Regions from separate parts of the Mus musculus genome. Here all the other regions are linked to region 2. Evidence: chromatin contacts called from public targeted proximity ligation data. All regions are on one chromosome and are shown on one strand. The core of a region is the stretch at or near the end of the contact, and the rest is flanking DNA. Distances in the headings are between cores, read along the strand shown.

Region 1 (5,642 bases), core at 948-3,447, 340 kb before region 2:
GAATTTCTCAGGCTCCCGTAGAGACCTGAAATGCCAAGAAGCCAGTAAATCACTTGGGCGGCAGAACTGGAGAGGAGAAAATCGGAGAATAAGCAGAAAACCCACAATCCTTAGAGTAATAAGAAGCAAACACTTCTAAACGTTTCAGTAGGTTTTTTTCTTTTCTTTTACTTCTTTTCTTTTCTTTCTTTCTTTTTTTAAAGTCAGGTTTCTTATATACCAGGCTGGACTCGAACTGGCTAAATAGTTAAGCCTGACCTTGAATTTTTGATCCTTCTGCCTCTCCCTCAGAGTACTAGGATTTCAAGCATGCGCCACCACGCCCGGCGATTTTCATTTTTCTAAAAACTGAGGTTTCTTTTATATTAAAACGTCTCCTAACAAAATGGAGTAGCTGCCGCTACGGAGAGGCCAGAGAATGATTGTGCAGCTGAGTTCTTCCAACAAATGCCAAAGATTTTGTCTCTCGAGGTTCGCTGCAGCCAAATGAAACAATCATCCGAGGCAAGAAGGCAGTTTGCTAATCAAGAGGGCTAAGTCGGCTTAAAAAATGGTTTCTAAGTGCTCCAGCTGGGGAAGGGGGAAAGAGGGTCGTGTACCAAGTCTTTTTAACCTTGCTGAAGGACGCAGCACTATTTATTGACGTATGCAAATAACTGGGGGAGGGTGGTGCTTGGGAAAAAACAGGAACCAGAATCAGTTTCTCATTGCAGGGTGAACGCTCTGAGTTCCGGTGAAGGGAAAAGAGACGTGGCGAAATTGCTGTCTTTCTGTCTTATAAGCACATCTCTCACTAACACAGAAAAGGGGCCGAGACGTCAGAAAGGGTGAAGACGCTCTCACAGTATTTTTAGAGACCTTGCTCGATCCCTCCAGCTCCCCCCACCCCCCTCCCAGCCCGACTTGTTCTTCTAAATGCGAGATTATGGATTTGCATTGCAATTGGCTAGTGGCGGTGGCACTGGATTTTCGCAAGTAAAACACCCGCCCGCTTCAGTGAGGGGCATTCATGATCACACTGACAATAACGCATCTCTCTTTCTTCCCGTTTCAGCTGCGCAAACCATGCAGGATGATTTACTGATGGACAAAAGCAAAACCCAGCCCCAGTCTCAGCAGCAGCAGCGGCAGCAGCAGCAGCAGCAGCAACAGCTCCAGCCCGAGCCCGGCGCAGCTGAAGCCCCGTCCACGCCCCTCTCCTCAGAGATCCCCAAGCCCGAAGACAGTAGCGCAGTGCCGGCCCTCAGCCCCGCCTCGGCTCCGCCAGCCCCCAACGGCCCCGACAAGATGCAGATGGAGTCGCCGCTCCTGCCGGGCTTGAGTTTCCATCAGCCCCCTCAGCAGCCGCCGCCGCCGCAGGAGCCCACGGCGCCCGGAGCGTCGCTGTCGCCGTCCTTCGGCAGCACCTGGTCCACAGGCACTACAAACGCGGTGGAGGACAGCTTCTTCCAGGGGATCACCCCAGTCAACGGGACCATGCTCTTCCAAAACTTCCCGCACCACGTCAACCCGGTCTTCGGAGGCACCTTCTCGCCGCAGATCGGCCTGGCGCAGACCCAGCACCATCAGCAGCCTCCACCGCCCGCGCCGCAGCCGCCGCAGCCCGCGCAGCCCCCGCAGGCGCAGCCCTCGCAGCAACGCCGCTCGCCCGCCAGCCCCAGCCAGGCGCCCTATGCGCAGAGGAGCGCCGCTGCCTACGGCCACCAGCCCATCATGACCAGCAAGCCGTCCTCATCCTCGGCGGTCGCGGCTGCTGCGGCCGCGGCCGCTGCCTCTTCGGCCTCGTCCAGCTGGAACACGCACCAGAGCGTGAACGCCGCCTGGAGTGCTCCGTCCAACCCGTGGGGTGGCCTGCAGGCGGGCCGAGACCCTCGCCGCGCGGTCGGCGTGGGCGTGGGTGTAGGTGTGGGGGTACCCTCCCCGCTTAACCCCATCTCGCCGCTCAAAAAGCCCTTCTCCAGCAATGTGATCGCTCCACCCAAGTTCCCTCGTGCAGCCCCGCTCACCTCCAAGTCCTGGATGGAGGATAACGCTTTCCGGACCGATAATGGTAACAATCTGTTGCCTTTTCAGGTAAAGTCCCTGTGCTCTTGCACACTCCTTCTTCTCGCATGTTTCTCCCCTCTTCCTAGTTATTTTAATTGGTCCACTCGCTGTTATTTAGAAGGCACAGCAAATTCCAGCACCCTCCAAATCCTCTGGTTCACCGGGTCCATTCCATCCAATCTGGGTGGGGGTGGGGGCGAAGTTGAGTGGACATTGTGACTGCTTGAGGGTAGGAAAGGGCTTTTTTCCCCCAGTTCATTTCCTCCTTCACTGTGCTTGTGCTTTTTATTTTGGCCTTCTTTGACAAATTAAGCCGCAAGTGTATAGTCAGGTGCGGGAGTAGTCCCAGGAGGAGTAGGCTGAGATTCCTATCATTTTAAGTAGCTACACATTTTCAGGTTACGCAATACTAGGCTCAAGGTGCGGACCAAAAGCCATTCACGCCCAAATCACCCTGGTTTGTTAACAGCCTTTGAGTGGTGCTATTTCAAATAGTTGCCTATGCCCAACTAAACTAATGTGAACCCATGTGTTTATGTCTAAGGTGCTGGAATCATTAATAATCAGCATATTGCCCTGGCAGGAAAATTACGAGTGTGAGAATCCAATGAATACCCGGAACTATAAGGGATCGAAGTGGAAAGAGTGGAAATTTTAGGGAGAACTAGTCCCATGTTACTTAAAAGAAGGTTTAAAAAAAATTTTTCCCCCAGAGGAGAGAGACAATAGGACACGACCTTCAGAGCCATATTGCAATGGAGTCTATTTGCTAACTAGCACTGAAATATTTAAAGCTGCAGTGTCCTTCACCAGTTGGGTTATTTAAGACAATGCAGATCAATTACACCATTTGAAACTGGGCAAAGTGAAAGTCTTGCAACTTTAATGAAAAATGAGTCTTGTCCCTCGGTATTAAATGCCAATGAAAAATCCAGGAAGTGCCCCGGACGAAAAGATTGAATGGACAAAGTGTCCTTGTTTCTGTTGCTTTTTCATGTGGTCTGTAGCCACAGCAGTAGACAGGATCCTGGGCCTTTGGATCAGAAAGGGGAACTGAGTGTGTGTGTTCATTGGGAACCTTTGCTGTCTAATAGGCACTTACCCTGGGCCTGTGAAGTGATTTGGCCATAAGCTTCCCTACAAGAGAAAGGCTGGGTGTGGTGGTTACAGCTTGTAGTTCACCACCAAGGCTGGACGATGAGATTGGGACTTCCAGCTCGGTCTGTGTTTCTTACAAGATCTTGTCTCAAAAAGGAAAGAAAAGGAATCCTTCGGCCCCCGCTGACAGACGCTAGCCTGGCAGTTTGACAGAGGTTGAAGGCTCTCAACCTGGCACAGATGGAGCCGTCAGTTTGCTGGTTTTTACCTTTCCGATGTTTGGGGGGTGGGTTGTATCATTTCGAAGGAAATGGGATTATTGAAAGGATGTCTCTGGGCTAGAGCCAGAATTTTTGTTTTGAACAGTTGAAGGAGACCCATGAAAGCTCTAAATTGTGTTTAGGAGAGTTTTGTTGTTTGGGTTTGGGTTTTTCTGGGTGGTGCTCAGGCTGGTACCTAGTTCCTGCTCATGTTGAACACACTCTTAGTCCTAAGTAGAGGCTGCAGTGAGCAAGGCTCTCACATGCTTTCAGAAGGGTCCTCCAGGAACAGGGCATTTGAATAGTAAGGCACAGTTTTAGATGAGCTCCTGCTGATTGCTGAGGATGACCTTCAACTCCCGAGCCTCCTGCCTCCACCTCCTGGGCTGCAGACTCCTGCTACCACTTTCATATCTTGCTTCTTTCCATTCTAAAGTTGATTTTCATGACTGGGATTAGTTCTGTAGGCAGAGGGAGGTGAGCAGGACAGGTTCTGCTGTAGTTGGTACTTGGAAGGAGGGGCTGCTGCCTTGACAGTTTCTCTTTTTATTCTGAGGCTTTCTATCCAAACCCATTCAGAAAAGATAATCCAAATTCCTTTTTAATGTTTAAAGGATTTGTGAATGTGTGTGTCTGTGTCTGTCTGTGTGTGTGTGTGTGTGTGTGTGTGTGTGTGAGAGAGAGAGAGAGAGAGAGAGAGATGGATGCCTGGTGCATGTTTGGTGATCAGAGGAAAACCTTATGGAATCCATTCTCTCCTTCACCTTTATGTGGGCTCTGGCATCAAACTCTGACTTTTTTAAGGCAAGGCTAGTATCATCTACATAGTGAAATCCAGGACAGCTAGGGCTGCACAGAGAAACCCTGTCTGAGAAAGCAAAACAAAACAAAACAAAACAGGAAAGAAAAAGAAAGTCCAGGGGGAGAGGAGGAAGAGAAGGAAGAAGTTGGAAAGAATATAATCCAAAATTTTGGAGAGGGGTCTGAGATATAGCTTTGTTGCTAAAGTGTTTGCCATAAAAACATATGTGGACTTGAATTTTGGTCTGAAGCATCCACATTAAAAAACCCTGAGTTTTCATAGAGGAAGACGATGCCACTGACCTCTGGCCTCTACATATGTTTGAAAATACACCCTCTCCCCTTCCCTCCCTCCCTCCCTCCCTCCCTCCCTCCCTCTTCACCAATCCCTTGTATGGAGCACCAGTAGCATGAGGATTGCTAGTGTTTCTCAACAAATCCTTTGCCAAATCCTTTGCCAATGATGCTTCTAAGGCAAAACATAATTGTACTTTGCACTTTTTTGTTGTTGTGATAGATGGAAATATTATTGAGTGGGCAAAATGATTGAATCATTTGATTAAAAGTAAACATTTTTTGTTTGGCTTCAAGAAAAATTATATGTACTCTGTGTCTCATTTCTATTTCTTATTTAAAACAGTTCTTTAGGGTCTTTTTTTTTTTAGATTTTTAAATTATTATTTATTTGTATTTGTCTGTGAGAGTATGTGCTGTGTATGTGCAGGTACCTGCCTAGGCCAGATGAGGGCATCTGATTCCCTAAAGCTGGAATTATGTTCAGTAACCTTCAGATGTGGGTGTTGGGAATTGAACCTGGATTCTGGAAGAATAGTAAGTGCTCTCACCCACTGCATCTCTCCAGTTAGACCTTTATGGCTTTTAAGTAGCATTGTACTGAGTGGTGCATACCTGTATTCAGTCAAAAGAGGTTGAGGCAGGAGGATACTTTGGCCAACATTGTGAAAAGTCTGGGTTATGTTATTGTTGTTGTGTTGTGTTTTGTTTTGTTTTTGAAACAGGGTCTCTCTGCATAGATATTCCTGGCTGTCCTTGAACTCAGTACATAAAGTAGGCTGCCGTGAAACTCAGAGATCTGCTTGACTCTGCCTCCTGCATCCCAAGTGCTGGGATTAAAGGCATGTGCCATTATATCTGGCAAAAATTTGTTTGTTTGTTTGTTTGTTTGTTTGCTTTTCAAGACAGGTTTTCTCTGTGTAGCCCTGGCTTTCCTAGAAATGTTTTATAGACCAGGCTGTCTTCTAACTGAGAGACCTACCTCCCTCTGCCTCCCAAGTATTGAGATTAAAGGTGTTCCCCCACCTTAGCCTGGCAAAATCCTGTTTCTAAAAACAGTTTTAGATTCAAGGGTAGTAGCTCATCCCTGTAATTTTAGGACCCAGAGGGCTGATACAGGAGGATTACAATGAGTTTGAGGTC
Region 2 (5,728 bases), core at 2,127-4,626:
AATTTTTTTTCTCAGCACTAACTCTTTTTTTTTCCCCGAGATAGGGTTTCTCTGTGTAGCCCTGGCTGTCCTGGAACTCACTTTGTAGACCAGGCTGGCCTCGAACTCAGAAATCCGCCTGTCTCTGCCTCCCAAGTGCTGGGATTAAAGGCCTGCGCCACCACTGCTGGGCTCTTTTTTTTTTTTTTTTTTTTTCTCTAAAAGAATGAATTCTCTATAAAATAAAAACACAAGTAACTGCTTGGTCAGGCAATTATCAAGTACCACCACCTGCAGAGGAGGATCCAAAAGTATGCTTGCATAAACACAAATGGTAACTCACAAAGAAAATGCTAGTGAGCAACTTTACTTAAAAATAAACAGGGCTGGCAATATGGCTCAGGGGTTAAGTGCACTGACTGCTCTTCCGAAGGTCCCTGAGTTCAAATCCCAGCAACCACAGGGTGGCTCACAACCATCTGTAATGGGATCCAATGCACTTTTCTGGTGTGTGTCTGAAGATAGCTACAGGGTACTCATATAAATGAAAATAAATAAATCTTTAAAAAAAAGCAAAAAACAAAAAAACCAGGGCTGATTGAGACTATAGCTCAGCAGGTGCACATATGTCTAGTAGGGCCAAGCAAGGTTCTAGTTCCATATCCAGAAAAGGAATAAATTCATTAGTGATTAGTGCCACATTAATCTAATAATTTGGATTTTAAAATTCACAAAGCCATTTTTTTTAAAGCTCCTTATTTTTTTATGCAGGGTTTAAATGTAAGACTCTTAAAACTGTGACTTAATATCAATTCTTTAGTGATTATTTTTCTGTGTATATGGTAGGCTAGGTGTATCTGCGCGTGTGAGTGGGTGGCAGGGCAGGCATCTTCATCGATGGCTCTCCTCCATCTAATTTTTGAGACAGGGTCACTGCACTGACCCTGGGGCTCATGGCTTTTCAAGTAAGTCCCACGGATCCTTCTGTCTCCACCTCCTAGTGTGGGGCTATAAGTGTGCATCAACAGAACTGCCTTTTTACGTGGGTGCTAGGGATCTCAACTCAGGCCCTCCTGTTTGCAAGGCAAGCAAGTACTTTATCCACTGAGCCATCTCCCTAGTATCTTTAGTAATTATTTTATGTTTTCCTTTTTACATTTTAACTTCTTAATTTTACAACCTACAACTGGCAATATAGGTGAATTTTGAGTGGTGAATTGCTCTCTATAATATTTAAATTCCCATTTCAATCTGGAGAAACAATATAAAATACATGTAAAATATTCCTTAATATGTTGAGGCAGGGGTAGGGTCTAATCTACCTCATTCAGAGGCCAGAACACTTGTCTGGCATGTGCAAGGTCTTATATTCCATCCGTGTGGGTGGGGGAGGGGCATACTGGAGCAGAGCTGAGGGTGGGATGGTGTGGGAGCAACAAGGTCACACCATAAGTCCCCAACCCGCACCTCAAAATACTACTATTTTCAGACATGAACTCACTAATACATTAAATTCTTGAAAGGTGGCAACTAAGATCGACCTTGGCTATTTTTATCAAGCGTACATAATCTAAGTAACATTACCCCTTTGGATTATCTAGCACTTGGTTGTGACCATTTGCCAAATAGGTTGGCTAAATGGTCAAGCAAGACAATTCAAACTAGCTGAAGCAAGGCAACACTGCTAACAGAGATTTGGCTTCATGCTCTCACTTCTCAGTGCCCACAGGCAAATTTCTCTTCTGCCCAATTGTGGTTTTCCCAAACTTTTCCCTTGCTCCCAAACCGGCAATCAATTAAGGAGGCATGATTTCTGACAGTACATACATTTTAAAATAGGGACAGGTCAAAGCAAACAGACCTACAATTGGAAGAACTGTAAAATCAATGCCTGTAAACAAACAAACAATAAATCTTTTTTTATACTCTTTTGTCTACCATTTTTGCCCCTAAGGAACACAAGAAACTAAAATTTTTTTTTAAATATAAAGAACTGCTAAACAATTCTGATGCACACTGTATCAAATGTTACCAGGCTAAGAGGATCTTATTTGATTATGAGGTTAAAAAGTTACAAACTGTCCTTAACATGAATAATCATTAAGTTGGTTCCCATCCCTGGCCTTTTCAAATAAATACCTCAACAAGCAAACTTCAACACGCTGGTACCACAAAGAGAACCCAGTAGTTAAAAGTAACTCCAAACTATCTACAATAAATCTCAGGATGACTCAAAATCCTAGATCCAAGCTCAAGTGCGTGTCCTATCTTGTCTCTCAGCTCACTTTCCATCCCGACTTGTGCGGGAGTAAGGCAGAGGCCACCCACACACAACCTAAGTAGATCTCAGGTCTCCCAAACATGCCCATTTCCGGTTTTAGTCTCTCCAGAAACCTAATCCAATTAACTCTAATGAGCCAATAGCTAATAAAATAACTCCTAAATTAAAATTTCAGTTTATGACGGCCGCTAGAACTTAAGGGGTTACTAAGAGTGTCGATGAAACTTGCAAACATGGGTCCATTTTTTGGAGATAATTACTCTTTCAAATCACAAGGTCTACTAAGCCTTTCTTGTGTGCAGAGGCCCTCCGGGGTAATAAGACCGGAAGTCGGGGCAGGTATTGTTGATACAGTAAAACAAAACAAAGCTTCCCCCCTCCCAGCACACAAACAAACAAACAAACAAACAAAAAACCCCATAACCTCAAAAACAACTTCCCGAGAGCACGCTCACCCCACCCTCATCACGAGCCCCGAGAGAGGAGGGCGGGCGGCCAGGGTGAGAGTCCTGGGGAAAGGTCGGAGACAGGGCAGCGCCGCGCGGCTTGCGGCCTGCAAGCCCGAGCCTGCAGGTGGGGCGTGCGGGAGGCGCCGCGGGGCCCGCGTTTACCTGCGGCGAAGTGGAGCGGGGTGGACTTCCTGCCCGCCGTGTCGCGGCTGTTCACCTTCTCGGGCGTCACCAGCCTCTTGACTCGCTCCACGTCCCCGTTGCGGCAAGCCTCGAACAGCTCGCGGGCGGACGGCTCCACGGCCTCGGCCCCGGCGCTCGCGCAGGCCGCGCCCCCGCCGGCGCAGCGGCGGCCAGACATGATCCGGGCCGCCGCCGCCGCCGCCAGCAGCAGCGCCAGCAAAGGCAGCAGGAGCCCGGGCCCCGCGAGCAGGAGGGCGAGGCCCCCCGCAGGAGACGCGCTCAGGGCCCGGGCCGCTCCGCTCCCCGCTGTCACCAGAGTCGGCACGGTCCCATGGCCGCGTCGCCGCGCGCCCCCGGCTCGGCTCCGTGAGCCCCGGCTGCCCCACCGCGGTGGAGGCAGCGCGAACCCGCTCGCCGAGCCCCGAAGCGACGCGACGGCGGAAGCGGCCGAGACCACTCCTGCCAGCTCGGTCGGGTCCTGGGAGCGCGCGTGACGTCGGCTCGCGCGTGCGCAGTGGCTGCTCTCCGGCCGGGCCAGTTTGGGCAAGCGGGGCCGCGCGGAGGGGTTTGTGGGAAATGTGCAGGGAGAGCCTTTGGCTGCGGAAAGAGAAGGGGCTTCGGCCCACCGCCATCTTTACAGAGCCTCTGCTAAAAACGAGAGGTCTTGCTGCCTTTTCTTTTATTAAAGCCTACACTTCTCGAGACGAGTTTCATTGCTCAGACACCGAAGACGAATCTTGGGAAGTTTTGTTCTGATTATGCATTTTCTTGTGCAAGTTTTAGCGTGAAAATCTCTGCAGTGTTGCTTCCGTACCTTCCCCCTGGGAGATTTCTCACCCCTTCCCCCTCCTGCCTTCTTTACAGTGTCTCTTCCCTTAACTCTCCGCATCTGCTTTTGTTTTTCTTATAAGCGTTTTCTCAGAAATGAATCCGTTACGCTTACTGAGAAGTTTGGATGAGCGGCCCCCAGATAAATCAAGAAAGCGAAGAAAGTTCATCTCAATTCTAAAGCAACAATTGGGGGGTGGGGTGGCTGTGATTAGCTCCGCTTCCCATAGTAAATTATTAGCTCAGCGCTGACGAGGATCTATACATAAATCAGCATTGCACCGGATGTGGTCGAGGTGCTGATACAAAGCATACACATCAAAGTTTTCCGAAGTTTCTCTCTCTCTCTCTCTGATCAAAGAATACAAGTGCACAATTCATTTTCGTGTTTATTGTGTTTTATTAAAAAAAAAAAAACAACAACAACAAGGATGTGTTTTGTAGAGCCAGGTCTGGTAAGGTGGGAAGGATTCCTGGGCAGGCCCATGCTGAAACATCCCTTTCTTACCCCTGAGGTACCAGCCATACGGGTGTAGTGTAGAATCGAGTTTATTTAGGGCATGGGAAGGGGAGTAGAGAAGAGAGTAGAGGCAGAGAAGGACAGAGGAAGAGAGAAAAAGAAGAGAGGCCGGCCAGGAACACGTGGAGAGAGACGGGGGAGGGGGGATGGGAGAGAGGGAGAAAGGGGTTAGGAGAAGAGTCTGAGAGAGAAGGGGGACAAACAGCCAGGCCTACCTGGCTGTTGCCAGGTAACTGTTGGGCGGAGCCTGGAAAGAATGTTAGCTGTGTTTAAGGTAGTAGTGACATCTTGTTTCAGGAACCCGAAAGAAAGGAATACAGAGATTTTGCTTGCAAGAAAGTGCTGACTTTTGGCACGCTGACAAGCATTTCCCCTGTGAATTACTTAACCTGTTTTTCAGGAAATCCAGTTTTTGTTAGGGAGCGTTGACTCACTTCTGTGGGAGAAAAGCAGGGACACTTCTTGAGCATTTTAGTAAATGTACCTTCTTATATGTTTATTCCATTATGTTCTTAGACTACTTAGTGTAAATTTAAATTGATCCCTATTACTAAATAACTATTCATGAATATACCTAAGGATTAGAACCTTACTACTATGATTGTCTCATTTTTCTTCATTTCATCGACTTGCCAAATATATTCCCAATTTTTATAATTTTTTATTTAGTGATTTCTGCTTATGTATTTCCTCCCAATATGTGTATCTAAACAACATCATACAGCATCACTTACTCACTGATCTATCTCCTCAACCCTAACTGTTTTTGTTTTTTTCTTTTTTTCTTTTTCGAGACAGGGTTTCTCTGTGTAGCCCTGGCTGTCCTGGAACTCACTCTGTAGACCAGGCTGGCCTTGAACTCAGAAATCTGTCTGCCTCTGCCTCCCAAGTGCTGGGATTAAAGGCGTACAACACCACAGCCCAGCCTAACTTGTTTTTAAAACACTTGATTACTAGAGAAATGAAGTTAACAAAGAAACCATATTAGGATGGCTGTTCTAAAAGCAAACAAACAGCAAACAACAAATGTTGGTGAGATGGACAAATTAGAATCGTTTTGGCACTCTTAATGTGATCATAAAATGTGTATTATTACAGGAAACACTTGGTAGTTCCTTACAAAACTAAACATTGGGACTGGAGAGATGGTCTAGTGGTTCAGGGCACTGTTTTACTTAGGACCTGAGTTCAATTCCCAGCAGCTACAAGGTGGTGCACAATCATATAGCACCAATCCTGGTATCTGTGGCCCTCAGCAGGCACAAACATGGTGCAGACAAAACACCCAACATAAAATTAATTAAAAATTAATTAATTAAAAATTTCAACATAAAGCTACCATCTTCTCTACTTCTGGGTAGATATAGTCAAATAGTTTGAAACCAGGATCTCAAATCGTTCTGCAATCGTGTTCATAATACAATCCTCACAAAAGCAAAGAGTTATAAACAATCCAATTGTTCCATGAATGGATGACTATGAAATGTG
Region 3 (5,353 bases), core at 2,822-5,321, 300 kb after region 2:
AGAGCCCCCAATCCACTGGCAATTTCTTCTCTCCAGGCCAAGGAATTAATCTACAGGCTTTTTGATTCTCTGGCAAGCCTCTATTGAAAGTGTTCTTTTTATGTAGTGAAATGTCTTTTTGAACTTAAATATAGAACCTATATTTTAAAAGTATGGTGAAATACACAAAGAATGAGAAATAAGATTTTTTTTTCTTTTAAAAAGCTGCTTTTGTGACCCCCCGGGACCCCTTTAGTGGTGTATAGTGGTATAGCGTGTATAGTGGTGAATAGTGACTACATTGCCCTCTAGTGGCAGCCTGAGGTTATTAGGCATAAAACTCGGTTCCCTTTAGGTAGGAAGGTCAATTGATTGTTTCCCAGCGAGGGTGTGCTGAAGATGCTCAGAGGATAAAGACTCTTGTTGATTTCATGGGCTAACAAATCTTCCTTTTGTCACAGCACAGTGTGATAAAGAAACTAGAGCAGCAGGTTGAAAGATGGAGGAGCACTTTGAGGAAGCACTCAGTTCTCCCGGTCTTGGGGCGACTTTTAAAAACATCTTACATTTTTAAAATGTACTATTTTTTTTATGTACCTCATTAGCTTATGTGGAGCAGAGCCCTAAGATGAAGCATTCACCAATGCTTCCCAAAGCCCAAGCACAGGTAGGAAGAGGCAGCTGGCAGTGCCAGTTACAGCTCAAATAACTAGTGTTATTTGACCCAGGCGAGGGGAGGGCATTAAGTGGGCAGGGTAGGCGGGTGGGGAAGATGAAGGGAGGGCACTTTTCCCACAAGAGGAAAAGGAGTTAGCGATGTGAAAAGACTAGGTGTGTACATTTAGATCAAATGGGTCTCCAAGGTCACCAAATCGCCCCCAGCATTCTTTCCTTTGGACACTCAGGAAGAGGTAAAAGTGTTCTGTAGCTCACCCAGGCAACTGGAGTGTCTTTAAGATGTTGCCTCTCTCTAAAGTAACTTAGCCATGTACCAGCTGAGGACAAAGCAAAATCATTAGTTAAATTAGCAGCGTGATTTTAGGAGATGAGTCGTTGCTGGCGGGGACGATCTAGCCACAGGTTTCACTTGGACCAGTGTTTCCTGTCCTGTGGGTTTCCTTAAAGAAAATGAAAAGAAATGAGTGTGTTTTCTAGATCACAAACCCCTTTAAAAATTGTTTGTTTGTCTGTCTGTTTGTTTGTTTGTTTAAATTGCCACCTCACGCATGTGGAGGTGAGAGGACGGACGACTTTACGGAGTTGATTCTCTCCTTACACCTTACTTGGGTTCTGGGGTTGCACAGCAAATGCTTTATCAGCTGGGCCATTTCACTGGCCCAGGACCTGATCTATCTATCTGTCTATCTGTCTGTCTGCCTGCCTGCCTGCCTATCTATTTCGAGGCAATCTTACTGTGTATCCCTGAATGGCCTGGAACTTGCAATGTATTCCAGGTTGGCCTCAAAGTCACAGAGGTCCACTTGCCGCTGCCTTGCTGGGTTTAAAGGAATAAATCCAGGCCCAGTCAAATCCCCACTTTTTAAAGTGGGAAACTTAACATCTTGTTTGTTGGTTGCTAAACAACTTTAGGGTACACTGTGATGTATAACACGTTCTCTCCTCCCAGGTTTCCCCTCTGGGCAAGCCAGCTCTGCAGCAGATGAGGAGGTCTCCCTTTTTCTTAGCTGAAAAGGACACTCCATATACCAGTACGCAGCAGTGCGGGAGAGGACACACATCGTGTCCGATGTGGTTTCCAGGCAGAGCGGCTATGGAGACAGACGTGTTGAGAGGTGCATACAGATTTCTGCTCCCTAATTGAGCAGAGATGAATTATCCAGCCCTGACTACCAGCACGGATGATGAAACAATGCATTTTTAGACTCTTCTCCGGGGTATGTATGAATATGTGGTGTGTAGGACTTTTCCTCCAAGGATAATTTTAGCCCTGAAAACTCATCAAATTATTTCAAATCCTGGCAAGTTTCAAAACATGAGTGGGTGACTTAGGAAAGGTCTATTCTCAAGAAGTAACAATGGTGTCAGCACCATCCAAGGGACTTGAGAAAGAACGCGCGCACACACACACACACACACACACACACACACACACGCTCTCTCTCTCTCTCTCTCTCTTACACATACACACTGAATCACTTTTTCTCTCCCTCTCCCTCCTCCACTCTCCTCCTTCCCTCCCTCTGTTCTTTTGCTTCCCAGAAATTAAGATGGATTGACCACATTGAGAGTTATTTGTATATTTCTTTTCAAAGCCAAGGAATACATTTATATTGGCGTTAGAGACAAACAGTTCTATCCCACAGAAACTCGGACAGAGTTTAGGCTTAAATCAACCAGCACCACCGGAGCTGGAGGGATCACTCAGTGTTAAGAGCACTGACTGCTCTTCCAGAGGTCCTAAATTCAATTCCTGACAACCACATGGTGGCTCACAACCATCTGTAATGGGATCTGATGCCCTCTTCTGGTGTGTCTGAAGACAGCTACACTGTACTCCTATACAATAAATAAATCTTAAACAAACAAACAAACAAACCAACAAACCCAGCACCACAACCATGATTATTGCTGACCAGACACCACCGTTTCTACTTGCCACTTCTCTCTTTCCTTTCTCCCGAGTCTTCCTCTCACAGAACAACACAGTCAACGGGGGTGGTAATATATATCTGTCAGTCATCCCGGGTGGTTTCAGACCCTGCCTTTGCAGGGATGAAAAAGAAACGCTCTAAAGGAATAAGTAACTACACACCGTGTGAGTAGGTCTTCCTACTTCCCTTGGCCTCGTTTTAATTCTCCCTCCTGCCTCCTACCAAACACATCTTTCCAGGTGGACTGCCATTCGCTTGATGGGATTGCTTTCCTTCTGCTTAGCAACTGGCTAGAGAAACATCATCAAAAGACCCCCACCCCTCTCTGCCATAACCAAAGCGTCACTCTCCCTGCCCACTCATCTGTGCTAGAGAGGATTAGACTGAACCTCGGGTGGCAAAGAGCAAATGCTTTGACACCCCCCCCCCCCCAGAGAATTGATAGCCCTCTGAGAACAGCACAATGTGCTCATGAGACAATCAGAAAGCTTCACACAGAAGTATAATAGGCTCTAACATGAATATAATTAATGATCAGGCCGGAGGAAATGAGCCAGCCAGTTAAATAAATATTTATTTAAGCAACTGTGGCAGACCCACCTGCACTCAATGGATTTTTTTTTTTAGCTTCATTAAAAACCTAAATTATATACATCCAAGAGACCAAACGGGTTAATATACATCAGACCTATGTGCAGGTTATAGGTACACAAGCTAAGAGAGTCCCAGCATTAAATTACCTTAAATGCACTCGGCTTTTGTCTACGGAGCATCCGCACCTGTGAATTCAATTGACTTCATGCCTAAATTATTCAGAAAATATTGTGTTAGCAATGATTATTTTCAGACTTTTTTTTTCTTTCTTTTCTCTCTTCCCAAAACCCTAACAGTACAAGGCTGGTGAAGGAAATGAGAGGATAAAGGTTGGAGCTATGCAGATGGTCTTGGGACACTGGCCTGAGGAGGGCCTGAGTAGAGATGGAGTCTTAGATGATGTTGGTTAGGCTATAGGAATCTATGAGATTGCTCTAGTAGAGGTGAGGGGAGACTTGAAACAGAAATCAGACCCTGCCAGGAGCTGGGATGTGAGAGATAATGAAGGCAAGAACAATGAAGGAGGCAGCAGAAATTGGCAGGACGTAATGGTGGTGGGAATAAAAGAGAAACTTAAGTGCTGAGTTACTAAAGAAAAGAAGCTGTTTGCGGCTGCCCCTAATCTAATGAGGTAAATAGCTCAAAGGGCAACTGCCAGTCATGGCTGCTGTTAAGAGCTCCATTGCTCCAGGAGGAAGATTGGTCTAATCTAGTTTAGCTTTTCTTCTGTACTTTTCCTTGAATGCTGTGAATGGAGTTCAGGCGATTCACAGGGGTATCGCCCTGGAAAACCAGTTGGCTGCCAAGACACCGCACAGAGTGACATTCACTGCCGGTGACTCGAACAGAGAAGGATCTGGCATTAGTCCCGTTGGCAGGATGAGGCTTTTTATCCCTCTCTCTTTCCTTTCCCTGGGGCATGGCACACACCCAAGTCCACTCTCGGATCAGGCACGCAGTAAGTAAGGACTAGAAAGGGGTCTTTTGTCAAACCAGACCTTCATCCACCAGCAGGGACTGGAAACTCTTGGAAATTCTTCTATTCCAGGCTAGGAAAGAAATAAAGAAAAGCAGATGGAATGGAGTGATTGACAACCTAGACCGGAAACTAAGGAGGAGAAGGGCTGAGATCAGAGATCTAGGCACAGAGCAATTTAAAATACTAAGAGGTGGAAGGGAACAAAAAACCCCTTCCGTACAAGGGAGGGGCTCCCAGGACCCTGGGAAAGAGGTGACAGTGTGGGTGGCCTTGGGAGTTAAGAACAAAGGGCAGGCGGGGGTGGAGCCCTGGGAAGCAGAGCTGCGGTTAGGACTAGAGCAGATGGTTTGAGCAGGAAGTCGCTGTTCTGAACGTTCTTCTGGACCTGTCATTGCATGAGATTGATCAGCTCGGCTCTGTCTGCATCCAGAGAGAAACTCTGCCTTTCCGCGGAGGCACACGGTAGCCAAAGCCACCGAAATGAGAGGATGAGCCAAGTTACGGATCGCATCTCATAATGAGAAACGCAGGGGTCCACTGCAGAGTTCAGAGTCACCACCTTGCTGGCCAGCCAGGAGAGAAGTCAAATGATGGCCCAAGGGTGCAGATGAGCCCACAACCGGAACACAGGTGGCCTGCCGCATAACTCATAGCATAGAGGCAACCTACGCAAAGACACTTCCCCTACATACAGTGTTTAAATGACTCCAGCAGCCTTTGCAGCTTAAACTTTCCTCCTTTTATTTGTCTAGGCCACTGAAACTACCTGCATCCACATTCACTGGGGGAATCTGAAGTGTCCATATACCATCAAGGTGCTATCCAGGCTTGCCAGAATCAATGTCTTAAGAGATTTCCTGGAATCGGCAGTTTTTAAGAAGTCTGCACGGAATTTATGGACCCTAAATACAGTTGCATGATAATCACTCAGTTTCTTTGCAGTCATTGAGCGGAGCACATTTATTTAACTAGGTTTGTCTGATTGTATTTATGATCCGAGGTCTGAAAAGCAAATCATTTGTCTCTTTCCCAGTTTGGGAACTTGTGCCTATTAAATTGTCAGTGTAAGAGGGGAAGTGGGAAGCTAAGTGTTGGCTTTGTTTAATGCTCTCTGGTCAGTCTTTTGACGGATAATAGGACTTCCCAGCTTTCCATTAGAGCTCAGACCTAGACCTGGCAGCTGGAGGAT
Region 4 (5,457 bases), core at 1,178-3,677, 410 kb before region 2:
TCGACTGAGCAGAAGTCAGAGCATCAGGGATAGAGCACAAAGTTGAGGAAATGCAATATACAATATTAATTAAAAACAGCATCATCACTTCTAAGAACTCTGGGATTATCAAGAGAACAAACTTAGGTCAGAGTAGGGGGGTCATATAATCAAGCACTCATGGTCTGAAACAAGGTGCTGTGAATTTCAGGCCAGCCTGGGACACGTAGTAAGTTCCAGGCCATCCTGTGCTACAGTGTAAGATCCTATGCAGAGAGGGGAGTGTGGTAGGCTAAGAATTAGCAGAGTAGATGTAGGAGCCAAGATGAAAATCGAAAGCATGACCCACCCAGAACATTGTCTAGGGCCAGAGAGGTCTTACTTTAAAATAAAACCTCACCAGATATAGGGGTGCATGTCTTTGATCCCAGCACTTGGAAGACAAAGGAAAGAAGATGGCTGAGCTTCTGAGCCACCCTGGTCTATATGGCATATTGAGCTCCAGGCCAGCCAGGGACACTGTCTCCGTAAACAGGTACTTTTCCCAGTTATGGTTTTTAAAGCATCTGTGAATCTTGTGTAGAAATCAATGATTTAAAGAATTGAATTAGGGACTAGAGAGATGGTCCAGCAGTTGAAGGCACAGGCTGCTCTTCCACAGGACCCAGGTTTGGTTCCCAGCACCCACATAGAGGCTCACAACCATCTGTAACTCCAATTCCAGGGGATCTGACTGCCCCTTCTGGCTACCATGGGCACTGCACACATGGTGCACAGACATGGCTGCAGTCAAAAAATACCCATACACTTAAAATCTTTTTAAAAAAATTCATTAATTGAGTTAATTATCAGTCAATATTTTTGGCCTTTGTACTTCTCTTTCTTAGTCTCTTTTTAAGAAAAATGTTCGAATGTGTTTATTATTGTCCTTATTAGTGTGTACTTGTATATGAATTCAGGTGCGGCAGTGAAGGTCAGAGGGTACTCTCAAGATCAGAGTCCCTCCTCCCACCGCAGGTTGTAGGGTTTGAATTCAGATCGTCACGCTATCCACCCTCTTTCTTTATCTCTGGCTTTTCGTTTTCCATGAAAATAAGTCACTTCTAACCACAGTGGCGTGTCTTCTGCGGTTGAGGAGAGGACGGCTCGGAAAGGACACCTCTGTTTCTGGGGAGTATTGATGATGAGGATTGATCGGAATGTTAAAAGACAAGTTAGGGTAGCTTATTGACTGATGGATTTGGGTAGCTCATTGATTGGGTGAAGTTGGTTCGTTTGTTTATATGGGGTTTGGGGTTGTTTTTTTCTTGCTATGTAGTCCTCTGCCAGGCCTGGAATTTGCTATGTAGACTGGACTGACCTCCAACTGCATATATTCTTCTGCCTCTGCCTCGAGGACCTGGGACTTCAGGCATGTGCTGTCTCAACTATTTGGTTTCTTGTTTTTGTTTTGTTTTTGTTTTTGAAACAAGGTCTCACTATGTGGCCCAGGAGGACCTATGTGGCCCAGGCAGACCGCCAGCTCCATCCCTTCCCATCTCGGCCTCTTGACATGTACTAGGATTCATAGTTGTTAGGTAGTGTTTTAGAGATACATGCATGCTTATCTATATCTATCCATATATATCTCCATATCCATATATGTAATATATATACACAGACAGACACACACACATCCCAAGCCTGGCGTGGTAAGTAGCTTATCCCTGTAATTCCAGCACCCAGGAGGCAGAGGCAAGCAGATCTCTATGCGCCACCCAGTCCAGCCTTGGAAGGCCCTGTCTCGATCAAACAAACAAACAAACAAACAAACAAAACTCTTAAACATATCAAATATCACAAAGAAATTGGAAAGGTATAAATATCCCACGTGTTAGGTGGTTGGCACCTTATCTGAGTACAGTCAGTTCAGTTCCCTGCGTGTCTTTGTTTCCTATGTGACTCCAAGCCCTATGTGACTCCAAGCCCGTGCAGTGCGTGTCACCTTACACAGAAGGCAACACAAGACTCCACGTAACTTTTTCATTGTCTTATCTAAATATTTACATAATTTTAGAAATTTGGTGGTGGTGGTGGTGGCAGCAGCGGTGGCTTTTGTGTTTTTGTTTGGTTAGTTGGTTGGTTAGTTTTTCAAGATAGGCTTTCTCTGTGTAAGCCAGGCTGGCCTAGAATTCACTCTGTAGGTCAGGCTGGCTTAGAGCAGAAATCCGCCTGCCTCTGCTTCCCAAGTGCAGGGATTAAAGGTGTGCGCCACCACTGCCTGGCATGATATCATTTTAGTAGCAACAAATTACTTTCTTTTCTTTTCCTTTTAGCTTGTTGGGTTTAAATTTTGAAAAAATATCAGGCTTAAAGATTACCCTGCACAAACAGTAAAGGTGAGTCCTGTGTGACCTTTCTACAGCTTCTCCACGTTAACATGACAGAGCCATAGAACACTCCAAACAGGAAGTCAGTGTTGACACAATGCTATTAAGTAATTTATTGATCTTGTTCACATGCCTCCAATTATCTCACTAATGCTGGGTTTGGTTTTTTTTTTTTTGGCTCGGGATCAAACCCAACATCATACACTGAATTTAGTTTTTATGTTCCCTTCATGTTCTCTGGTCTAGAAGAGTTCCTTTTTATTTTTTATTTTTTCCCTCTTTGGTCTTTATGACCTTGACACTTCTAATGAGCGCCATCCTGTAATTTGCAGAGTGTCTCTCAGTTTGCATTTGTATGATGTTTCCTCGTGATTAAATTCAGGTTGTACATTTACAGAAAAAAAAAAAACAAAACCACAGGGGGCTGAAGAGACTGCTCAGTGATTAAAAGTGCCAGCTGCTCTTTCAGGGAATCTGAAAGATTCCCAGCAACCATTCCTCACAGCTCAAAACTGCCATTACTCCAGCTCCATGGATCCCACTCCCTCTTCTGGCCCCCTTGGACACACAAATACCCACCCTCCCCCCCCCACACTACACACACACACACAGATGTACATATACACATAGATAAATATTTTTCAAAATGCCACAGACTAGATGCTGTGCCTACTTCCCTGTCATCTCAGGTGTGTGACACTGGTACCACAGGACTCATGTTGTTAGTTAGTTAAGTGGCATCTGGCAGATTTTCGACGGTAATAACACTATTTTCCTCTTTGCAGTTTTTGTTTTGCTTTTGAAATGGGGTTTCACTATATCTCAGGCTACGTTGCAACTTTCTTCAGGCTGGCTTATAACTTGTGATTCCCCTGCCTCGGGCTTTCAACTGTGAGATTACAGGCATGAGGCCCTCTATACCCAGCTCCTTTGGCAACTTGTTAGTATCTTGAGAAAGGTACTTTAAGTCCATGTAAATAGCCCATTGGCTAGAATCACCAAAGCTTTTTGCCTACGGAGTATCAGGAATGAGCCAATGGGACTTGGTGCTGGTGTGACGGGGAGCTGAGCCACTGCAGGTAGAGTGAACTGTAGCTAGCTAGGCACCTCGTTTTGACCCAGTGTTACTGGTGGTTAGGCCCAGGACAGGTCTTTCTAGATTCTTGGCTTCTTAACCAAGGAATTGGAACAAAGGCCTTCATTGATTTGAAAAAGTATTGAGGAAACTTTGTTCACAAATGAAACTATGCTACAGATGAGCAATGCCCAATTGATAGAAACCCCTGGAGAGACAGTGTTCAACTGCCACATCACGGTTCAGGGCTTCTTTTCCCATGGTTCTTGTTTGTAAGGGTCATAGTTCAGGTGGTCACTTCCCCTCATTGAACATGTGCCTAAATCTAGTCCAGTCTGGATTAGTCCCACAGTTCCCCATTGTGTTCCAGGATGTGTTTGAGTAGAAACAAGCCATCGGTCTGGAGAGATGGCTCAGCGGTTAAGAGCACTGCTCTTCTGAAGGTCCTGAGTTCAATTCCCAGCAACCACATGGTGACTTACAACCACCCATAATGAGGCCTGATGCTCACAACCATCCGTAAGGATATCTGGCGCCCTCTTCTGGAGTGTCTGAAGGCATTAAGTGTACTTACATTAAATAGACAAATAAATCTAAAAAAAGAAAGAAAGAAAGAAAGAAAGAAAGAAAGAAAGAAAGAAAGAAGCAAGCCATCATTGAGAGATTGCTAGGGGAAGTAACCCATTTCCATTGTTTAAAGCAGACTCACGTGGAGCCTGATGAAAGCTGCGTCTCGGCTTACCAGCAGGTTGCTAAATAAGTCGTTCTAAGAGGGGCATGTGTGCCAGGTTCATGGGGTGAGAATCTCAAGTGCACTATTGGGAGAGGGGTGTGCCCATGAGCAAGCCACGTGGATTCCTAGATGGATATGTCCTTCCTATGTTTGCCCGCCTTGCCAGGGTACGCGCGCACCCACACACATCACCAGGGGAAGTTCTCCAGCACTGCTCAGGCAAGGCCACTCAATGTTGCCCTCAGCTGGCTCACCCATACCCAAGCCTCCAGAGCCAGCTCCGTTGTGCTGCCCAGTTAAGGTGGGGGATAGGGTCCACTCTCTCAAGCACTGCAGACTGTTGAGTGACTGGGCCAGCTCTCCCTCACTCTTGCTCCCACGGATGGCTCACCTGTGTCGCCTCAACCAGGGCCAGCTGTACTCTGCTGTCCAGACAAAGTGCAGGGACCACTCTCCTGTGTGCTGCAGCTGGTGAGGGGCAGGGCCAGCTCCCCAGCTCTCATGACCCAGGGTCAGCTCTCCCAACTGCTGCAGGTGGAGGGGGGTGGGCAGGGAGGGCATCACCCCTGCCCCTACACCACTCCATGGCGATGAGAGGTGGGGCCAGCTCTCTTGTACTCTCACTCTCTGGCCGGCTCACATTGTGAGCCACCATGTGGTTGCTGGGAATTGAACTCTCAGGACCTCTGGAAGAGCAGTCGGTGCTCTTAACCTCTGAGCCATCTCTCCAGCCCCAGAATTACGTTATATTGTTATTGCTTTGAGATAAATTTCACTATGTATATATATAGCCCATGCTGGCCTTGAACTTGACATCCTCTTGCCTCTGCTGACCTAGTGCTTGGATTATGGGTGTATACCTCCCACTCACCTAGGATAATTTTTTTTCTTCTCCCCAGTGTGACCTCTTGCCTGAATCTGAGGGTGGTAAGGGGTGACTTTCCTAAGAACCAGGGGGCATTTTAGAAGGTCATGGAATGAATTCTAACAGGGCCAAATGCAAAATCAATGACAGAAGATCAGCAGATGACCATTGCTTGGAGCTACAAACAGAAACCTGCCACCACAGAGTGGCTGCTGTGAGCCATGGGCCGGTGGTGAGCTACCCTCTGAACTTTTTGGTTTTCAAGGTAATTAATGAATTCCATTATTATTATTATAACCATTATTTTTTTTTGAAACAGGGTTTCTCTGTGTAAGCCTGGCTGTCCTGGACTCATTCTGTAGACCAGACTAGCTTCCAACTCAGAGATCTTCCTGCCTTGGCCTCCCAAGTGCTGGGATTAAAGGCATGTGTCACC
Region 5 (5,457 bases), core at 2,689-5,188, 360 kb after region 2:
CATCTCTTTCTTGCAGATCAAAAACCCAATTTTTTATTTACATATCAATTCAGTCATTACCCCAGGTTCCCTTTTGATTATCCCATAAATCCTTTTTGAGCATCCCATGGCCCCAGCCCCTTGATTCTTAAAAAGAGACAGCAAGCATAAGTACAGGCAATAAGATAGCTGGGTGGAACCTGGTCCTGAAATTACCATTCCTACCATGCCTGCCTGAGCCTGGACCTAAACTCCTTTTGTCCCAGGCTGATCTTGAACTCAGCAATCTACCTGCCTTTGTAAGTATAAACAAACTCTTAGCTGAACAGGGATCTTGCCCTGCAATCACCACTTCGTAAATCTCTTTATCTCCTTCCTTAGCATCTTTCTGACAAGCTGGCTCATAGTGCAGCTGACTTGGTTCTTTTAGATCTGTGAAGCTCTTTATACAATTCATATCGCATCCTTAAATTTTGCATATAGTTGAGAAATTACATATTTTCAAACTCATGTTTTCAGCATTCATTCACATAGTTTTAAGGGCTGTCTTGAAGGTCACAGTGTTCTACCATTTTGCTGAGACACACCCTCGCCTCCCAGACTCAGGCTGTCTCTGATTATCATGGAGTTATTCACCTTGGCAGAGAGGACATTCCTCGAAGGAGGAATGTGAAAATATGTACACTATTATACAAACAAGCCTATGCCCACAGCAACCACCAATGCTCATTAAGGCCCAGACCCTACTGGCTCTGTTCCAGGGACAGAAAACCATGTCATACTGTCACTCACACAGCCAAGCCAGACTCAGCAAGAAAGCAATAAAAAATGTATGATAAGTAGTATCATTTATAATTGTGCAGTGAACATGCATATCAATAGGTGATAGCTCTGGGTGACTTGTAACTGTTATGAGTAAGTTATATTAATATATAATTTTATATAATAATATACCAAGTTTCATGAAGTGAGTATATATAATTCATCCCTCTCCTTACACATATCTACTTAGGATTTTCTTTTCTGCAGAGTCATACATTTTACATAGAAGCCCCTGCCCTGGTGGAAGCTAGCAAATTTTTACCTGTGATAGTGGGTAGACAAATTTAACTCTGGAATGTAGTATTTGAAAGCCCTCCACTGGCACGGAGCTAGGTCTCGTTCTGCAAACAGCTAGCTCCTTGGGGGTTTTATCTTTTGATATTTTGAATCTTTCTCACAATGGATTTCGGATGCGAGTAGAAGAGAAGAGATAATGCTGACCTTTTATTAATTTTGCATAGTTGCAACTCAAGACTTGGTGCTTTGATTTAAAAAAACAACAACACAGCATCAATTTTCAGCCAATCTGAGAGAACCCAAATTAATAAAATTGGAGGCGAAAAAGGAGGTTATAATAGATTCTAATGGGATGTGAGGGATTAGCAAATATTTTGAATATTCATAGTCTAAGCAAACTGGGACTTTTAGTAGAAATGGATAAACTCCTAGACACATACAACCTACCAAATTAAATCAAGAAGATGCAAACAAGTAAATAGATCCAAAACAACCAACACGATTGGAACAGTAATGAAGTCTAATAGCAAAAACTAGTTCAGGACTTAATGAATTTACTGTTGTGTCCTACCAGACCTTCCCTCAAAGAAGACCCAATGCTGACACCCCTCAAAGTGTCCCATAAAATAGAAACCCATTCATAGCACCACCTGATACAAAACCAGGTAAGAATTTAACTATTAAAAAATAGGAATAAAGTCAAATTATCTTAATTTTCAGGTGACAGGAGCCTACAGTTGAAATGCCCTAAATATTCCACCAGAAAACTTTTAGTTCTGATAAGCTCTTCAAGAAAATAGCAGGATACAAAATCAACACAAAAGGAAATCAGTAACTTTGCTATATATTAATTAATAAAATGTTGAGGAAGAAATTATTAAAAGGTAATACCATCCACTACAAAAAATATCACTACAAACAAACAGTCCAGGAACAAATCTAACCAAGAAGGTAAAAGACTTTTACAATGATAACTTTAAAACTCGGAAGAAAGACATTGAAGAAGGCACTAGAAAGACATTGAAGAAGACACTAGAAAGTACTAGAAAATGGGAAGATTTCCCATGCTCATGGGTTGGCAGAATTAACACCATGAAGCCAGCAATCTTACTAAAATCCAATGATATTTTTTACAGAACTAGGAAAAAAAATCCTCAAATTCACATGGAAGCACACAAGAGCCTAAATGCTCAAAGCCATCTTAAGCAGAAAGAGAATTCTTGAAGGCACCACAGTACCTGATCTCAAACTATACTACAGATCTATAGTAGCAAAAGACACACTAGTACTGGCACAAAAACAGACATGTAGAGCAAAAGAATAGAAGAAAGGACTCTAAAATAGCACCCTATACTTACAGCCCCTGAACCGTTAACAGAAATGTTAAAAATGTGCATTTGGAAAAGGTTTCTTTAGCAAACAGTGCTGGGAGACCGATATGCATAAAAGTGAAAGTAGATCTCTATCTCCTCCCCACATAAAGTCAAATGAAAGATGGATAGGCGATCTTACTATAGACCCAAGACCCTGAAACTGCCGGGGGGGGGGGGGGGACACTTGAAGGTTTAGGCATAAGCAACAACTTTTTTTTTTTTTAGATTTATTTATTATTATATGTAAGTACACTGTAGCTATCTTCAGACACTCCAGAAGAGGAAGTCAGATCTCCTTATGGATGGTTGTGAGCCACCATGTGGTTGCTGGGATTTGAACTCAGGACCTTTGGAAGAGCAGTCTGGTGCTCTTAACCACTGAGCCATCTCTCCAGCCCAAGCAACAACTTTCTAAAAGGATTCTCCTAAGCCGGAAATAATCCCCAGAACTGATAAATGGGGTCACTTGAAATTAAAAATCTCTTGCCGGGCAGTGGTGGTAGCACACGCCTTTAATCACTGCACTTGGGAGGCAGAGGCAGGCAGATTTCTGAGTTCGAGGCCAGCCTGGTCTACAGAGTGAGTTCCAGGACAGCCAGGGCTACACAGAGAAACCCTGTCTCGAAACAACAACAACAACAACAAAACAAACAAACAAACCAAAACAAAAAACAAAAAACAAAAAACAAAAAAGAAAGAAAAGAAAAGAAAGAAATTAAAAATCTCCTGGACAGCAAAGGAAACCGTCCAGAGTGAAGAGCCAGTCTACAGAATGGGAAGAAGTCTTTTCTAGGTCTCATATGATTGACCATCTGACGTTTGGATCTTTAATTTGGATCCGGTTTAAATTTGGGCATCGTATATATGATATGCAGGTGGAAAGGGGCCTAGGAGGGGAAGGTTAGGTTTATAGGGAGGGAGGGGAATAAGAAAGGATAATGGAAAGTGTTCATCCTCTGGGCAGGGCAGCGAATGTTTTGGGAGGTGGGGGGATGGGCAAGAGGAAGGTGAAATGAAGACAGTGTGTGGGGGAGGGGAGCACTGACAATGGGAGCAAGCCGAAAGGATAGCACTGTGTGAAAAATGTCTCAAAGAACCCCATTTCTGTGTACACAACCTACCTCCAAAGAGACAAAACACTGGCCCCTTCACAGCTCGGAATTTCGGTATTTATTGAACTAGTAGACCACACTCAGCAGTTTGGTTACATCTCATTTGATCTCTGTGCCTGTGAAGTTGGCATCCTTACATTCATCTTACAGAGGAATTGAGAAGACAGTCAGTGAGAGTTAGTAAAGGATGGGGCTTAGGCCCGCGGCCCCTTGACTCCAAAGTTCCTCCTCTTTCTACTCTGCAGGGGTTTGCAAACAGTTTTTAGAAAAAAAAATTTTTTTTCTGGAAATGAAATATTTCATGCCAAAAAGGCAAACCAAGAAAAAGTTGAGGTGTTTTTGTTGTTGTGTGGGTGGGACGGGTGTAAGGAGACTTGTCTCCATACCCAACTTTTACTCTCTGTGGTAACCTGTAGATATGTCTTTGTGGCTTCTCTGACTACAGTTTTCAAACTGTCGCCTCCGAGTTTCCAACACATCTCAACAAGATTGCTCAGGTGGGGGGAGGGGTGGTGATGGTGCCCAAGTACAGTTTCCAGTTTCAGGAACAGCCATAGGGAGCTGCCAACTAGCAGTTCCTCGGAGAATTAGACCTCTGTTATGGAAGCTCCTGGCTTCAGGGTACCCTTGGTTTAGCATGCCAGGCTGTGGAGAAAAATGACCTGTGATGATAGCACAGATCTCTTAAAAAGTGCCACTCAGTCCGAGCTGCTCCTGCCAAATCCAGTGTGCTGAGGGTTGAATGGCAAAAAGCAGGGTCCGCAACAAGGGCACACTCCAAGAAGCCTCCACTTTGCAGCTGGACAAGGACAGGCACACGCAAAGAACGCGGCGTGATTCAGATGGAAGGGAACGAAGCGAGGGAGGACAAAACGGTCCCATGCGCAATTCTCTCCCTTTATACAAGTGAAAGGTCTAATTTACGAATCCTGTAAACACTACCGACTGTGGAAAGATTTGGCCATATGGAAAGGTTTCCTACTGCTGTCTTGGCTGGGGGGAATATTCAGAAGTTTGGAGTAATTGTCAGAAATTAGTCACTGCGATGTTGCAGGGGATGAAGTCAGCATTGCAGCCCGGTGTGGGGGCGGAGCTGCCTTCAATCACAAGATGTTTCCGTGAAGGTTTTCTTCCCCCACTTCATTTCCTTTCCGAGGAGAATTTCAGCACCTTTCTAGTAACCAAGTCTTTGTTCAGTAACTAGGAAACATCACTTTGCTGAAGCCTCTGATAATTACAGCTCTTGATTTAGGCAGGTTTTGTCTTTCTTGCCTTCATTAAGCAGGGACTTGCCCCCTTCATCTTGGTGGGCTATGCATGTGCAGGCTCCAGAATTTGTTGGAGTGATGGGCTACTCCGTCCTTCTGTACTCTGGCTATGAAAACTGAGAAAGGGCTCAATTCCCTGATTAGGGAACAGAGAAGCAGAATTCATAGGCTTTGTAGAATACCAACCTGCAGAGGTAACAGGCCATGTTATTATTAATTCGCAGTGTGTCCTTGCCAAATTTAGTGGTTGAAATTAATTATTAAACCATGAGAGTCAGATTTAGAAACAGTCTGGCAGGACTCAGTGTCTCTCATGGGGCGGCAGTCATATGGTGGCTCGCTGATGGAACCAGATATCCACATTGGCTCCTGTATGTGGCTGGCAATTGGCAATGGCTGTTGACTGGAAAGTCAGTTGAGCTGTTGTTGGCCAGAAGCTCATGCGCATGGCTTCAGAGGTACAGAAGTCCCAGGGTCACTAGGGTTCTTGCATGGCAGTAGGAGCAGGCTCCCCTAGAATAAGTAACCTGAGGGAACATGGCAGAGGCTGTGTGGCCTGACAGTCCCAGAGCCCGTGTCTCATGGCTTCTGCTACCTTGATTTACTTGCAGCGGAGTCACTTACAGAGGCCCAGATTCAAGGAGACGAGGTGTAGTTAACACATCT

Evidence for each region.
Region 1: a targeted proximity ligation map of embryonic stem cells shows a contact between it and region 2, with 4 times the contacts expected there. A contact is called at or near these places in 2 of 130 datasets of targeted methods (the NIH/3T3 cell line and embryonic stem cells) and 2 of 9 other capture datasets (adipose tissue and pancreatic islet).
Region 3: a targeted proximity ligation map of effector CD8 T cells shows a contact between it and region 2, with 9 read pairs. A contact is called at or near these places in 7 of 130 datasets of targeted methods (T-cell acute lymphoblastic leukemia, effector CD8 T cells, embryonic forebrain and 3 more).
Region 4: a targeted proximity ligation map of pancreatic cancer cells shows a contact between it and region 2. A contact is called at or near these places in 5 of 39 promoter capture datasets (the C10 cell line, cranial neural crest, hematopoietic stem and progenitor cells and 2 more) and 8 of 130 datasets of targeted methods (craniofacial prominence, embryonic limb bud, embryonic stem cells and 4 more).
Region 5: a targeted proximity ligation map of the SCID.adh cell line shows a contact between it and region 2, with 14 read pairs. A contact is called at or near these places in 2 of 484 Hi-C or Micro-C datasets (the G1E-ER4 cell line and Th17 cells), 4 of 130 datasets of targeted methods (the SCID.adh cell line, T-cell acute lymphoblastic leukemia, bone marrow-derived macrophages and 1 more) and 1 of 9 other capture datasets (pancreatic islet).

Annotation. Positions count from the first base shown.
Region 1 is chr19:37,170,398-37,176,039 of GRCm38.p6, reverse strand. A330032B11Rik (RIKEN cDNA A330032B11 gene) reads right to left here and starts at 2,197. Exons shown (of 3, transcript NR_045329.1): 1 at 2,007-2,197; 2 at 1-25. Cpeb3 (cytoplasmic polyadenylation element binding protein 3) reads left to right here. Exons shown (of 11, transcript NM_001290827.1): 2 at 1,055-2,073. The coding sequence starts at 1,066.
Region 2 is chr19:36,831,880-36,837,607 of GRCm38.p6, reverse strand. Tnks2 (tankyrase, TRF1-interacting ankyrin-related ADP-ribose polymerase 2) reads right to left here and starts at 3,376. Exons shown (of 27, transcript NM_001163635.1): 1 at 2,872-3,376. The coding sequence starts at 3,070.
Region 3 is chr19:36,533,664-36,539,016 of GRCm38.p6, reverse strand. It overlaps Gm32143 (a long non-coding RNA gene), which reads left to right and starts at 216. Exons shown (of 3, transcript XR_386676.3): 1 at 216-646; 2 at 1,607-1,874; 3 at 4,917-5,094.
Region 4 is chr19:37,239,886-37,245,342 of GRCm38.p6, reverse strand. No RefSeq gene overlaps it. Among named protein-coding and RNA genes, the nearest start is that of Gm25268, 9.1 kb to the right of the region's middle.
Region 5 is chr19:36,476,477-36,481,933 of GRCm38.p6, reverse strand. No RefSeq gene overlaps it. Among named protein-coding and RNA genes, the nearest start is that of Gm32143, 60 kb to the left of the region's middle.